Regions from separate parts of the Zea mays genome. Here region 1 is linked to region 2. A link is a contact called in public Hi-C data. All regions are on one chromosome and are shown on one strand. Each heading gives the region's core, a stretch centred on a gene start, on an enhancer-like site or on the middle of the called end of the contact. The rest is flanking DNA. Distances are from core to core; before and after follow the strand shown. Region 1 holds the start of LOC103647201 (poly (ADP-ribose) polymerase 1). Region 2 holds the start of LOC100284681.

Region 1 (5,278 bases), core at 1,379-3,878, 160 kb before region 2:
AAGGCTTGTCTGTGTATGAGAAATTGAGAAGGAGTACTTGGCTATCATTTTAGCTGTTACTCAGTGGCGACAATACTTGTTACATGCTGAGTTTCTCATTTTCACTGACCATCGCAGTTTGTCCCATTTGACTGAGCAGAAATTGCATACACCGTGGCAGCAGCGGGTGTTTTCTAAGCTTCTGGGACTTCAGTATCGTGTGGTCTACAAAAAAGGAATTGAGAATGGGGCGGCAGATGCCTTGTCTCGACGTCCCCATATGGATGCAGTGTTATTTAGTCTGTCCACGGTTGTGCCCCAATGGATACTGCAGGTCGTTGACAGTTATCAGCAGGATACAAAGGCGCAACAATTGTTGTCTGCTTTGTCTGTTACTGGAGCAGCATCTGGACCTTATACGCTGCAATCTGGTATTATTCGATACAAAGGAAGAGTATGGGTGGGAGCAGATCCTGGTCTCCATAAGACAATTATCGCAGCCCTGCATGATAGTCCTTTAGGTGGGCATTCGGGCTTTCCTGTCACATACCGTCGAGTCAAACAAACATTTGCATGGATTGGTATGAAACTGGCAGTCAGAGATTATGTTGCTCAGTGCAAGGTGTGTCAGCAAGCCAAGCCTGACCGGAGTAAATACCCGGGGCTGCTACAACCTCTTCCTGTCCCAGAACAGGCTTGGCAAGTGGTCAGCCTAGACTTTATTGAAGGTTTGCCCCGTTCTCGTAATGCTGATACTATTCTTGTGGTGGTGGACACCTTTTCTAAATATGCTCACTTCCTACCACTGTTACATCCATTTTCGGCCCTCAAGGTGGCTCAAGTTTATCTAGATTCAGTGTATAAGCTTCATGGTTTACCACTGTCAATCATATCAGATCGAGACAGGATCTTTACTAGTCACTTGTGGCAAGAGCTCTTTCGGCTGTCAGGGACCACATTGAAGATGAGTTCATCATACCATCCACAAACCGATGGTCAGACAGAGCGTGTAAATCAATGTCTTGAGACCTTTCTTCGCAGCTTTGTACACGCCTGTCCATCCAAATGGTTGTCATGGTTATCTATAGCCGAATATTGGTACAATTCCAGTTATTATTCTTCGTTGGGACGAACGCCCTTTGAAGTCCTTTATGGCCATCTTCCCAGGCATTTTGGAATTACTCTGAATGACACGCCTGTCTCTGGAGATCTTCAGGACTGGCTGAATGATAGAGAATTGATGGTCCGTGTTGTTCGCCAACATCTTCTTCGGGCTCAACAGCGCATCAAGGCACAGGCTGACAAGAACAGAACTGACAAAGAGTTCAACGTGGGGGATTCAGTTTACCTCAAATTGCAACCATATGTTCAGACATCTGTAGCAGCTCGTGCAAATCACAAGCTTAGTTTCAAATATTTTGGGCCATATGTGGTGCTACAGAGAATTGGTAAGGCTGCTTACAAGCTTCAGTTGCCCCCAGGTGCCACTGTCCATCCCATCTTCCACGTATCACAACTCAAGCTTTCCAAAGGTGACAATCAGGTCAGTGCTACCTTGCCTGGGACTGACAGTTCTCTCCAAGTTCCTCTTCAAGTCATGGACAGACGCGTGATATCACGAGGAGGCAGCCCAGTGCAGCAGGTGCTTGTCAGGTGGTCACAGTCGGATGCCGCATTGGATTCATGGGAAGATGAAGAAGCTCTCCGTGCAAAATTTCCTAAAGCCAACGCTTGGGGACAAGCGTTCTTTCGAGGAGAAGGGAATGTCAGCTCTCCTGGAATGGCTGAAGGGCATTCTGAAGATGGAGCAGGGGAGACAACGCTGGAAGGGCCACAAGACAAGATGGTGGGCCGACGCACTAGGAAGCCCAGCTCCAGAATTTCTGGTGCCGAATGGATTCGTTAAGGCCCGTATTAAATAGTGGTTGTAATAGAATAAATAGGAGAGTTGAGGGAAAAGACATTCAGTTTTGGAAATAACAGAATACCAAAGCTCACGCTCAATCCTCCTTCTTCGTCTCTTCTTGTCTGTAATCTCCGTTCAGTGTTCTTCCTCTAGTAAGAACGCTGACACTACGTTCATTCAGACGCACCAAAATCAAGTGGCATTACCGCCATGCACGTTATATAGTCACAGATCAAGAAAAATCCCTAGCACAACATCAGACCTACAGGTTTTTCATAGCAAATGGCCCCAAAACGGCGACCACTAATCCAATCTAGCCTGCATTCCAGATACCACCCACAGAAACCACTGAGAACGGCCTGCATTCCAGACCCAACTCACAGAAACCACCAAGAACGCGACGAGGCACCTAAACCCTAACCTTCGGAACCCATCCAAGATTTAACGAAGATTCGCTAATCTATCAAGTGAAGAGTGCTGGGAGAGCTGGTAGAGAGATTACGCACCGGCATGAAGCCGTCGAACTGTGACGCCTGAACCATCTTGCCAAGACGGAGCTGGTCCTTGGCGATAGGGGACCGGCATGACTTGCACGAGGCCCGCCCAGACTTGGCATACTCCGCCTTCCACGCCTTTGGCGGCGCCGCCATTGCGCCGGCCTGCTGTGGTTCGGGTTCCCTCCTCTCCCTAGCCCCTTCGATGGAGTTGGAGGCCGGACGACAGAGGAAGCCGAAGGTGGGTTCTGACTTCTGGAGTGTCAACAGGTAAAAGCCTCTATCTTTTCACGTGTACCATCGCAAATTCGTTTGTTTTAAAAATATATATATCTGTTTCTTGGAATATTTGGGTGATCAGACTAACTGCAGCGGTATACGCTGCCCTTTCCCCTCCCCTTGCATGCGGCGCGTAGGGAGCACCCTATGGCCGCAGCGGTGCCCTCTACAGCGTCCCCTACGTGTCGGTCCCCTTCTCTCTCCCCCCAGATATAGCGTGTCACTGTTCATCACCCTAAACACTGTGCAGTGGGTCCACGAGTAATTGTTAGTAGATAAAAAATTGATAGTTGGTATAGAAAATGATATTTTATAGTGGTAGTGGGGTATAGGGGGAGTATTTAGGGGGAACCGCTGCGGGAGATGAAAAAATAGGGGGGAAAGTGATATAGGGGGAAAAATTTAGGGGTAACGGTTGCGGATAGCCTCACTTTCTCCGTTCACTTTCTCAGGTTGTGCTAAAGATTTGTGGAAGTTTGGTTTAAGAAATCATTTATCCTTGAGATATTATATCATGAGTTTGTTTTCTAAATTTGGTGAAATAATTTTATTATTAATTAGTAACTTATGAGAAATAATATGATGATGCATTAAACTACTTCCTTCCACGATATGAAATTTGAGAAATAAATTGATGGTGATCCAAATCATTTCTCAGACCGGACACCATGATATGGTCTCTTTTCAACCTTAATTTTATATACCTATCTAGATGATTGAGGCAAGTAACAATCACTTAGGCATTTAAAAGTACTTTAATTTTTAAAAATCAGTTTTTATCACCAGTTTCTAGAAACTAGTTTTAAAAAAGTTGGGTAAGAGCGTTTAGAACAAGGTTTTCAAGAAACTAGTTTATAGTTTTTTTATACACACGACTAATCTACCCTTTTATTTATTTTATAAAGAGGTGACAACAAATGTAAATTTCATAAAATCAACAAAAGGCATTGATGTAATTAAACGAATAAAAACTGGGTTTACCTAGACTTGTTGGTTTTTAAGAAATTGAAAATATAGTTTCTATAAATTAGACCATAAATTGATACCTTTGAAACCACCTTCGTCCTATAAACCAACTCGTTGCTATAATGAAGCAGTCATTATGCTAAGGATGTATTTGGTTCGGGTTTTTTAACCTTCTTCTATTTTGAAAAGGTGGAAGTTGAACTAAAGGATTCAACTTTTCTGCTACTACTTTAAAAAGTACAACTTTTATTGTACAAAATCAAAACACCTTGGATCCTACTTTTTACTCCTTATTAAAGCTCCATATACTAATAAAGTGATACGAATTAGCGTTGTAATAAATAAAATAAAAATGTTATTAATAAAAAAAAATATAAAAATGGAATTGTAAACTGATTTATCAATTTAATATATTAATAAAGAGTCATGGCGGATAGAAAATAAAATAAGATTTAAATAATTAATTATTAGAATAAATAAAATAAAATATATTTTTAGTAAAAAATAAATAGCAAGCGGTGAAAGTTCCCTTTGCCCGGAACAGGATCTAGATGTCGTCTAGAGGGGTGAATAAGCAAATAAAAGATTAACCTAAAAGTTTAGAAATTATACTCTACTCAAAGGCTAGATCACAGTGGAATGAAAATCACTTCGAGTAGGTAGCAGCAGAATCAGAGTCCATGTCGATAGCTTGCACTTCAAAAAAAATTATACCAAATATAAGTATAAAAGTGTAAAGGATAAAGCAATCAAAAAGAGACAGAGAACAACACAACAAGAGCGCACAGGGTACAAGGGTTTTTTCCTGTGGTTCGGCCAAGCCTGAAATGCTTGTCTAGGCCACGTTAAAGTTAGCCAACCTGACTTGGAGTCTATTTTAACTATTTCCTCTGTTTGCTCAAATCTGTCACCAGGTGGCAGATCGAGGTTTCCACTATGTCGATGTCGAGGCTATCACAGATGCCGGCAGCTCTCCGGTAGAGTAACGGTATGCTCAAGACCTTGCTCTAACTTGCAACAACACTCCTCTACTCTCCTTGGCTTATAACTACGCTTACACACACACTAGAGAGACACAAGAGAGGGAGACAAAAATGATTTGCAATGTGTCTACAATTTGTTGATGCATTTGGGAGACTGGGTGCTTGAATATGGGCGCCTAGGGGTCCTTTTATAACCTCAGGCCACCCATAGTCGTTGGAACAAAATCAAGAAATTTGCTCAGATCTGATTTGTTTCTTCCTTGTCTGAAAGGGCTAGCCGTTGGTGCATCGCACAGGTTATATTCACTGTCATGTGCACCGGATAAGTTACTATTTACTGTCCTATACACTGGGCATGTTATTATTCACTGTCATGTGCGTCAGCCAGCACACACTAAGTGTTTTTCTTCCATTCTTTCTCTAATTGACTTCAACTTTTTGGATGACTTTCCTGAGACTTAGATAAAAATACATTTAAAGTATAATCCAATTGATTTAGTCCTAGAAAGTTACCTCTTTCTCATTCTTCTCCCATCTTTTCTGTTTTTCCTCAAACAGAGCCAGAATGGCACTTTCTCTAAAAAAAGAGTTAGAGAGCAAACCAAAGTACCTAACATTTAGTAAAAGGTGTATTCAACATAGGCCATGTTTGTTTCAGCTTTTTCAGCTTC
Region 2 (5,191 bases), core at 537-3,036:
GAATTGCCAACAGGGTTGTTGGGGAAACACATATCCTCTATAAATCTAGAATCTTGAAACAGTTATTTTATAAATTTTCAGTAAATATATTTTCCATGAGATGCATACCTTCCATTTTGGAATAGTGTGAACATCTCTTTTGCACATTTTATGTTATTCGCCTCACTTATATCCTATAATACAAATAGTAATATCTTAATTATGCATGATTTAATTATATGGTGCATGAAAAAAGAATGGAACGAACAACAACATCGATGATGTGTTAACTAAACAAATAAGGTACTCTTAACGTTATTCGAATGGGAGAAAAACACAGGAATCGAAAAGAAAGGAACCAATCGCCTACAATGTTGGTGAGATAAGGAAGTAAGCAGATGGTGGCACGGCTCGGCGGAGACAACGATGGTTCCTCCATTTTCCCTTTTACCACTGTGGCGCGCTTTCGTCTCCCGTCTGGAAGATTCTTGTGGCATCAGGATGGACCGCACACTGCAGCCTTATGCAAAGGAGGTACTGTACACGCATGTGCGAGTTGCACTCAGAAGACGTGGATATGAGATCGATCGACTGAAAATAATGGTGAAGATGTGGACCATGTGGGAGGCGAGATTCCCTCCTCGCTCTATTATAAAGAATTGCAGTATGCAATTCAATGACATTTTACTTGTAATTTTTTATCGTATTGATTTTATTGTTATTTGTTAGTGATGAGCAGCAGCAACAAACCCACGGTCTGCAAACTAGGGGGTTAAGTTTTGGGTTGTTTATGTAGGGTACATAGAAGCAGAAAGGAAAAGGTTTATGTCTTTTACTTAGATGTCATTAATTTAGAGCACTCCTTTTCTTGCTCTATCCATTTCTTGTTTGTAATTTTCGTCGGGCTTCGGCAAAAAAACTGACAAACGAGTTGTGCTCCCACTTCTAATCTCTTATTCAATGTGAAATGGAATTATTCCTTTTGTTTTGCTTGTATGCAGTTAGCAGCTTCTGATTGTAGAAATTGTCATTCCTTGTACTCAAATCACACCAAGCATTCCATGTATTTGAAGGAAGGGGAGCTGGCTACCTCTTCTAGAGAGACAAGCAGTAGGCGATGGATTGCTGCTAGCAAGTTTTCTAAGTTCATGATGTCAGAGTATATTCCTTAAAAAGTGACTTACTCTGGCACGTACCTTACTATATCTTTTAAGGTATGAAAACATCTACTTTTAGTGATGCTAACAAAAGTATAGAATAATAATTAGTATTTTTGCATATCAATGTATCTTATCATATTGATTCCATAGCAACAGATGAATATACACCTATATTTTTTAAGGTATGTAAACATCTACTTTTAGTGATACTAACAAAAATATAGAATAATAATTAGTGTTTTTGTATATTAATGTATGGGTAGGATCACAAATAAATTACGAAACCTTTTCCTATAATATTATAACACAATTGTACATTAGTTATCGTGATATTTTATCTTCCCGTTACAACGCACGGCCATCCACCTAGTACAATTGAAAGAAAATAATAAAAAAGAACACCCTCACCGTGGGGGGGACCCGGCCCGGGGACTCCAACTGTCCAACACGGTGCCACCAGGTCACCAACATCCGCGCACAAATCGCGTCGCCTTTCTTTCCTTCCCATTTCCCCGCCACGTCACCCCGCACCCTCCCCACCCAACCCGCCTCACCGGCCCCTAAAATCAGCCCACCTACCGACACGCGGGCCCCACCTCTCCAGTCCCCACAACGTCATCTTGACGGGCAGCCAAGGTGTCGCGGCGGGCCAAGTCGCAGACGCGGAGCCACCGCCATTTTTTTTACTCCCGAAACCAGGCAGGAGGGAGGAGGCGACGACATCGCCATCACACCAGATCACTGAAGAAGAGAGAGGCGCGTCGAGTCTCCCCAAAGAACGAGCTAGTACAAAGTCTCCTCTTCCTTTGACTCCGAATCCCCTAGACCATTGATGGTTGCGGGGGCACCGGAAGGAGCCACTGACGATGGGCCTCTGCTCCTCCTCCACCGCCGCCCGGGCCGCCTCCGACCCCGGCGCCGCAGCCGCGGGTGATGCCGCCGCGGCAAAGAAGGGGCGCGGGATCGTCGCGTGCGGGAAGCGGACCGACTTCGGATACGACAAGGATTTCGAGGTGCGCTACTCGCTTGGGAAGCTTTTGGGCCACGGCCAGTTCGGCTACACCTTTGCCGCCGTCGATCGCGCCTCCACCGAGCGCGTCGCCGTCAAGCGCATCGACAAGAATAAGGTACTGCTATTCGTGCTCTGATCGCCGGTGACCGGGCCTTCATCGTTCCTTTTCTCATTACCTTATCGGCGGAGGAGCGTCTCGTGTTGCTGGCTGGCTGACGGGTGGGCCAGGCCTGAGACCTCATTGTGTAGTTATGCTGTGTCACGCCGCCAGCTGGGCTAGCCTGCAGGTTTTGCTGTTGGTGCTTCTCGTTTATCACGAGTGCGGTAGCTTCGGAAAAGTCACAAGTTGCCAAATGCCAATTGCCTCGGTACACTGCACATGGACAAATCGGCAGAAACAGGAATTTCAAATAAAGACATCTATGCTGACTTGCCCTAAAAAAAAGAAAAGACGTGCTGACTTATTTGGTGTTACTGTACACATCTGCTAATTTGGGCAGTCTTTTCCTTTCCGAGAACACGTAGGAGAGAGCTCCTCATCTTTGGATTAGATTACATAGTGTGGGCAAGTTAGATCTACTGATTAGCGGCCATGGAAGCTACAGAGATCATGAGTTCACCACTGATGGTTTGGTTCTCGTTTTCAGTGTCACGAATTGCGTCTGTATTACAAAACTTATTGATGAGCATATCATGGATCATGGATAATGACAGCTCTTCTTTGGCCTTAAGCAGTTGTGACATAACGGTATTAGGAACATATTTGGTTTTCTGCACTTTTGTCTAAATGAAGGTAACTGATCATTCTTTTTTATCTGTAATGAAATAGGCTGTATAAGAAATATAACACTTCCAAAAATGATCCTTGGCCTCAACGGACACATGTTGGTTTACATTTGTTCCTATGCGCATTCACTATCAGTACATCATAGAGTGTTATTTGTTCATAATATCAAGAAAAGTACAGAACTAACTCATATTTTGAAATATAATCTACAGAATTAACTTGACACAAATGGGCTATTTTCCTTGCAGATGGTCCTTCCTGTTGCTGTTGAAGACGTAAAGAGAGAAGTTAAAATCTTAAAGGCATTACAAGGGCACGAAAATGTTGTACACTTTTACAATGCATTCGAAGATGACAACTATGTTTATATAGTCATGGAGTAAGTTATGGAAAATATCTCATTGTTCTTGTAATCTTTCAAGTTCCATTTATAGGTAGGTTTGTGTGAATATATAACCACCAAGGATTCTGTAGGAAACCTGATCAAATATGACTTAAGAGTGGTCTATAGATGTTTGATTAGCCTTCTGTCAGAAAATTTTCCATTACTTTTATGGATGAGTTATCATAGTAAGGCCCATCAGGGCAGTTGGGAGTTTGAGGACATGAGTTTGTTATGTCATATTCAAAATCTAATAGCATCATATTTTTGGAGAAATTCTACGATAATGCTGGTTTGTAGAGAATTCAGGACAAAAGGGCAGATTATATTTGTTTGCAAGCAATTCTGATGGTTCCTGGCCCTTTTCTCACTGCACAAGCTAATTAAATATCTGACTTCCATTGATTTTGTTCATTTTGTCAGATTATGTGAGGGTGGCGAGCTACTTGATCGGATATTAGCCAAGTAAGAAATATCATAATGCTTAGATGTCTATGACAGCTCTTATCTTACCCTTGTTGCACAAGTGTCGTATTATGTGTTCTCCCTCTGTTAACTTATATGGAGTATGCGCAACAGCGCAAGGTTAAGCTAAGTATTTACCTCTTTTTGTTCAACTAAGTGTTTCTTTTACGTGTCATTTCTCTTTTCAGAGTGGATTCCAGAATATTTCTTGAATTTCTGCTTTTGTTATTTTGATTGTCTGGTAATTTTTTGTACTAGAGCATAAACACAATAGTTTTTCTTATGAAGATAGTATTGTCTAGATACTGAGCCTACTAGATATAGCCATATAGGTTTCGCTATAATTTGATTCGTCTCTGTCTTATATTGACACTGCACAGTGAAGCATGGCAAGAGTCCGTATATGATAAGAAGTTTCTTGATATGTATATCTAGCATTATTGATGTATTGAGATGGGACATCCTAGTCACTTCCATACTTCTTTTAGAAAAGAAGACATCATAGTTTCCTACTCATCTATGCTGTGTTTACACTTTACACTCTTTCTATATAGTGCTGCTGTTCTGATGTATCTAGAAGGCATCTTATGCTGGAATTCATATTTTGTGCCTGAACAGGAAAGATAGTCGTTACAGCGAGAAAGATGCTGCAGTAGTTGTCCGACAGATGCTCAAGGTTGCAGCTGAGTGCCACCTGCATGGTTTGGTTCATCGGGACATGAAACCTGAGGTATACTCTGAAAGTATAAGATAGAATCCTGTCATAAATAGTAGTTGCTAATACCTTTTTATTAAAAGGAGTAGCTAATAATCTTATTGGTGTGTAGAACTTCCTATTCAAATCAAAAAAGGAGGACTCGCCCCTTAAGGCTACAGATTTTGGTCTTTCAGACTTCATAAAACCAGGTGCATGCATGCACATGTTTTTAACTTAATGTTCTGTAGTTTTCCCTGTTTGACTTTTGCAGTATGTGTTAGTTATAGGTTACACTTAACTATTGTTGCTTGCAATCACAGGGAGGCAATTCCGTGACATTGTTGGAAGTGCCTACTACGTAGCACCAGAAGTACTCAAACGCAGGTCAGGGCCAGAATCCGATGTTTGGAGTATAGGTGTTATAACCTATATTTTGCTGTGTGGAAGACGACCATTCTGGGACAAAACAGAAGATGGGATATTTAAAGAGGTTAACATCCTAAGTTATCTCGACTCTGTAATCATTTTTTTACATGTCCAATATTATATGTGGAAGTGCTTTGTTTGCATGTCCCATGCTAATTAATTTTCTTTAGTTCTTCAACGTTGACACATTGCCTTGGTATTATTATCCTAATTGCTAATTTAATATTTTCTGTCCCAAAATATAATCCGTTTTATACTGATCAAACATTCAATTAAGTAACAT

The links. A called contact is a pair of places that touch in the nucleus more often than the background predicts.
Region 1: a contact with region 2 is called in a Hi-C map of leaf, with 5 times the contacts expected there. The contact joins the promoter of LOC103647201 here to the promoter of LOC100284681 in region 2. A contact is called at or near these places in 6 of 25 Hi-C or Micro-C datasets (ear, endosperm, leaf and 1 more).

Annotation. Positions count from the first base shown.
Region 1 is chr2:161,962,331-161,967,608 of Zm-B73-REFERENCE-NAM-5.0, reverse strand. It overlaps LOC103647201 (poly (ADP-ribose) polymerase 1), which reads right to left and starts at 2,628. Exons shown (of 20, transcript NM_001301609.2): 1 at 2,392-2,628. The coding sequence starts at 2,535.
Region 2 is chr2:161,802,209-161,807,399 of Zm-B73-REFERENCE-NAM-5.0, reverse strand. It overlaps LOC100284681, which reads left to right and starts at 1,786. Exons shown (of 12, transcript NM_001157576.1): 1 at 1,786-2,266; 2 at 3,187-3,317; 3 at 3,744-3,785; 4 at 4,404-4,515; 5 at 4,613-4,691; 6 at 4,803-4,972. The coding sequence starts at 2,006.